Linked DNA regions of Zea mays: region 1 is linked to region 2. The links are chromatin contacts, called in public Hi-C maps. All regions are on one chromosome and are shown on one strand. The core of a region is the stretch at or near the end of the contact, and the rest is flanking DNA. Distances in the headings are between cores, read along the strand shown. Region 1 holds the start of LOC542128 (yabby14). Region 2 holds the start of LOC100273520.

Evidence for each region. Hi-C and Micro-C count contacts between places; a contact is called where the count stands out from the background.
Region 1: a contact with region 2 is called in a Hi-C map of ear, with 3 times the contacts expected there. The contact joins the promoter of LOC542128 here to the promoter of LOC100273520 in region 2. A contact is called at or near these places in 6 of 25 Hi-C or Micro-C datasets (bundle sheath, ear, endosperm and 2 more).

What each region holds. Positions count from the first base shown.
Region 1 is chr10:135,703,270-135,705,969 of Zm-B73-REFERENCE-NAM-5.0, forward strand. LOC542128 (yabby14) reads right to left here and starts at 1,368. Exons shown (of 7, transcript NM_001111760.2): 1 at 1,077-1,368; 2 at 804-986; 3 at 469-679. The coding sequence starts at 1,196.
Region 2 is chr10:135,519,028-135,521,727 of Zm-B73-REFERENCE-NAM-5.0, forward strand. It overlaps LOC100273520, which reads right to left and starts at 1,433. Exons shown (of 2, transcript NM_001147938.1): 1 at 1,325-1,433.

The DNA of each region.
Region 1 (2,700 bases), core at 118-2,617, 180 kb after region 2:
GCTAGCGTCTTTAATTAAACACGCCCTGTTTATTTTTTGTACTTTAATTTACTTCTCACACTGTGCATGTTTTAATGTCCGGGTTTAGGAAGAGCCTAATACCGCGAACGTACTGAAAAGGATCATACACGGACAGCGGGCACTATTGAGCTGACGAGAAACTATTCACCGTACGTGCTACCTTTGACCACTAATTAAAAAAGAATCGTTTGAGATGCAAAACTGTGTGCTTATTTATTTATTTATTTAAGAAACTGCCGAAGAAATTAAAGTCTCGTGAAGACTCAAGAGAAGATCGAACTATATGTGTCGTCGTTTGTGCGTGCGCGCGCCCTCGCAAGGACTCACATAGTCACATATATATATATAGCCTCTCAAGAGCTCGATCTCCTCCTGGCTAGCTTGCTTGCTTGTGCAGCACCGAATGAAACGATAGAAGATGGAAAAAAAAAGAAGAAAAGCTCTCACTCTTGTTCGCTGACGCTGCGCTCCTGGGCAGCTGCGGCGGCTCGTGCAGTGCAGGTTTGGCCGGTGGCGGCGCCATGGCCGACGCGGCGTTGTTGCCACCGCAGGCGGTGTTGTTGATGCTCGTGATGCCGCTCACGCAGGCGGCGCTCGGCGGTTCAGCGCTCGGCAGGCTCGGCGCTTGGAACGACGACGACGACATCGTCTCAGCATCCTATACATGCAGTATATATACATAAAGCCCATGGCATGCATCGACAACAATAAACGTCTGCATGATAATGAACACAGAGTGGTAGCGTGGCGTGTAATAAGCTATAGCTAGCACCAATACGTACGAGTAGACCGTGCGGTGAGGTCGGGGAGAGGAGAGCCTGGCCGAAGGGCGGTAGATGGTTGGCGGCCGCGGGCGCCGTCGCCGGCGGCAGCAGGAGGGCGCGGAGGTTGACGTAGAGCAGGTTGGCGCAGTGGCCGCACCGCACGGTGACCGTCTGGAACAGGCTGCTGCACGGCACGCCCACCTGCAGCAGCAGTACGTACGTACGTACAGAGAGATGAGTGTCGTTTTCTCTTCATACCGTATGTGACAGTGTGTGTATATATCTACGTGCCGCGAGGATGGTGTCGCAGTAGCTGCAGTGCACGTAGCAGATCTGCTCCTGCTCCGCTGGCGGCGGCGGCGGCGGCTGCTGGTCCTGCAGGCTGAACGTCTCCGGCACCGGCGACGTCATGGCGCCAGAAGAAGCAAAGGACCGCGGACGATGGTGCTGCTTCGTCGTCTCCTGTGCAGGTGGAGAGGATGATGCTATCTATCGCTGGAGAGAGTGAAGCAGCGTTGGGCAGGGACGAAGGCCGGCTTGGGCGAGTGGATGTGGATGGGTTGGGTGTGCAGGGGAGTGTGGGGGACTGGGGAGTGGAGGAAGGCGGTTTATATAGGGGCGTAGCGTCCGGTCGGCCGGCTCGGTTTCGCGGCCCAGCAGGTCCCCCCCTCCCTGGGATCGATCATCGATGTGATGGACGACGACGAGACCATGGATTGGCGTTGGATTTGACGTGTGTGTGTGTGGGTGGGATGAGTGCCTCGTCTCCTGACGGATTTGATTGATGGACGTGCCCGATTCGAGAAAGCATCGGATCTGTTGTTGCCTCCGCCCGCCGATTTGGATGATTTTTTATCTCGAGAGGACAGAGGAGAGAGGGCCGGCCGATCGCTCTTCGTTCCGCTTGCGGTGGGTGGATGTGGATGGCCACACCGCGCCACCGCGGGGGCAAATTGGGAAAGGCGTCGGGTGCAGGACGAGGCCAGGGCCAGGCGCCAGGCACAGCCCCGCAGGCAGCAAAGCCGAGGAGTGCGTCCTCTCTCTCTCTGGCCTGTGGCCTCTGCCGGACTGTGCCAACAGTGGCAGCAGCAGTAGCCGCTAGCGACTGTTTGTCTGAAAAGCGGGCAGGGCCGGAATGAGTGGTGGGGCATCGTGGCGCAGAGCCAGTGGGCCACTGGGCCGACCGGCCCACCCGCCCGCCCGCCTCTCCGGTGCACCACGATGCCGTCTGGTCCTGTCCCGGTGTGGTCACCATTTCGACACGTTCGGTGCAGGGTTTGTTAGTTAGTTACAGTGCCACGTTTTTTTATTTCGGGCAACGATGTACTAACCGCCCACGTGGCTGTATATGTTGGGTTTTTTTCTTCTGTCTCTACTACGATGCAGCTAGTCAGGCACTCAGCATCGTATCGAGCGAGCAACCGAATCGTCATGTGCAGTCGTCGAGTTCGGGCATGCATATGTTGGACGTGCAAGATTTGTATAGAAAAGCAAAGCTCTATACATTCTGTTCCATTCCATGCGCCCTCTCACAAAGCGGCCTGGGCGCCTACTCCTACCAGAAGAGGACATGGTCGCTACTGTTGATACACGATAGGAGGAGTAGCTATAGTAGTACCCCGCGAGGGCGGGCGCGAGAGGTCAGGTCCCTTGCGCTCCGCTGCCGCGCGCTAGCTAGGTATCTCAGCAGTCAGCCTCAGCTTTGCTGTTTGTTGCCACTCGCCCCCCCGGGCCGTCTGCGCTAGCTCTGCCGACGACGCCGGCCGAGCACCTGCCTGCGGCCACACCGGCCGCGCCATGCAGACGGGCCAGGCGCAGGCGATTACAGCATGCCAAAGCAGGGATCGGCAGGGCTAGCTAGGCAGCTGCGCCTGTGCGAGAATTGATTGCCCCAACGCGGCTAGTAATACAGAAA
Region 2 (2,700 bases), core at 183-2,682:
TCCCTATTGGTAAGATGGCTTCAAGAACAACAATGAAGGTCTAAAGCCAATGTTCAAGGACTTATGGGTGGACAAAACATGCAATCCCTTTTGGAGATGATCACTTTGGTTCCACAGCAATAAATTCAGAATCATCTAATAAACTAGAGAGTCAACATGAACTGTACATCACTATTGGAAACCCTAACCCTAATCAGGGTTGGGAATGCATTAATATAATAGAGTTAGGTGGGCCAAGACCCATTACAATAGAGGTATACACTAACAGTGAAGTACATAATGATGGTGTTTGGTTCCATGGTTAGGATTTGGGAACGTAAATGGTAAAGAAAACAGATCACGGGGGGTGTCACAGGGGGGTCTTGATTCCTTGATTTGTTCGATTGGAAAAACGTAAGGGGAACAGATCACGGCAGCAGCTGCATAATGTAATAAGACATGCAGAGGGGCAGTATCGGTCGTGAATGGGTTGTTATGTGATTGTGGGAACTCCATAATGGACTGAGCTGAACCAAGCAGCTGTATCACCATAAGGTCCACTCTGTAATTGAATTTCATTACATTTTGCTGAACCAAACGGCATGATTATTCAAGAGCCAGGTGAGGCATTAAAAGGCTGTGTAGAACTGCAACATTTTCTATAACTGATACTCCCTCTGTTCTAAATTATAAGTCGTCTTGGCTTTTCTAGCTACACTGCATTTTTTATGTATCTAGACATAACATATATCTAGGTGTATAGCAAGATCTATGTACCTAGAAAAGCCCCAAAACAGACTTATAATTTGAAACGGATGGAGCAGGATTTACCAAACTTTGAATGAACTGATGCCAGTAGAAATCTTTACCTAAGCGTAATAATAAGCACCAATGAAAACGATAGATTGGTTACAGCATTAAAAAAACATAAATCAAGTTTAGCTACACCGAGTATCAACAGAATTGAGAAACAACAACTGTAGCAACGAAATCACAACCCAGCATCAAACCCGATTTGCACATCGAGAAATTCAGAACCAGTGTGATAACTGAATAATCACCACTACTCCTGATCCCTTGGCTGCTGATGTTCATAAACTGCTTAGTATAACGACAGAAGTAACTCAACTGAGAATAAAAACTCGCAGACCTGAACCAAGGGCAGACTCAATAAAGGACATGGGTGTACCCATGTACAAACAGCCGATATTTTTTGCCAAAACAAAGAATTCGGTAGGCATAATACATGCATACACTTGTGACTAGATCGGATCCGAGATAGCTTAAATTAGGGTTCGGGTCAGGTGCTCGGTTTTGCACAGAAAAGAGAGGGGGGCGGGCATACCTGGTGTAGTGGGTGCTCGTCGCCGGCAACGAATACAGGGGCAGGTGGGAGTAGGGCGGCGGCGGGCGTGTTCGGTTGCTCCGCCTGCCACCGTTGAATGTTGATGCAGAAAACGGCCGAGCGTATATCTCTCGGGCAGTCGAACGTGTATGAAGTGGTACATTCTTTCTCGGATCCATTTTCTTTTCATTTCTTTCTCCCTCTCTCTCTTTTTGCCGAGAGATTCTGATATTTGCCATCAGCAAGAAATAAGTTTGTAAAATTATCATTAGACCCACATTTTATAGACCCAGCTGGACCCACAATTCATAAACACAATGGTAATTATAACAAGAAGACAACATTGTGAGTGACAAAAATCCAATTATCTCCTTTTTGCCAATTGCCATGACACTTATAGTTAATTATATTATTATAACTCTTATATATAATTAATAATCAGTTCTACCTTCTGCAAATCCACTAGTTATTAAGCCTTTTTTTTGTCCCTGACGAGGTAATTTATGGTCCTTTCAAATTTGTGCTCTAATTAAGTTATGGTATTTTTATCATGGTATTTATATCTCGGACAAATATGTCATAAGAATATTTCTCCGTAATCTGTAGCGATTTTCTTGTCATGTTGGAGCATACTTTGTCATGAGGTTGGAATAATTTTTTCCTAAACATATAACATTTCTATTCGGCTGACTTTTTTTATTGAACTGTTGCTGCAACTATTGCCGAGTCGTAGATTCACTGTTTTTTTTGGCTGGGCAGCCGAACGGTAACACGGAGCTGCAACATTTTTCCACTGATGAAGCTACAGTGCGCAAATCCACGGATCCTACGCAGCCACCCAAACAACAGCAGGACGCGGCCGTGCTCAAGCCGCAGGACGCAGGACACAAAAAGGTCGTTCAACTGTGCAGCCGTAGATTTCCTGCAGCCCAATCGTAGATTTCCTGTGCTGCCTTGCAAGTGCAGACGTAGATTTCTTTACAGGTGAATTCCTTTTTTTTTTAAGAATTTGATTGACAATGAAATCACTCGCTAGTACTGACGGAAACTAGAAGGAAATTGTGAGTTACAATTGTGTCTAGCTCTTCCTGTCTTGTTCATGTGGTTCTTGTTTTAATGTATTGGTGTACATTATAACTGCATTATTTCACTCATGCATTGAAGTGGTAAAATTAGGCGTACATGTAACAATAAGACATGACGGTAGTAACAGTATTGTAAGGCAAAAGCACACAGATAACTATCGTAGTTTCCATTATTTTATATTTTAATTATGAGGAGAAAAATCTACTTCTCTTTAGTTAACAGTGATACCATAGGCTCATATAGCACATATGCTTCTTAGTTCATCACATTCTTCGTCCAAGTACTACTTA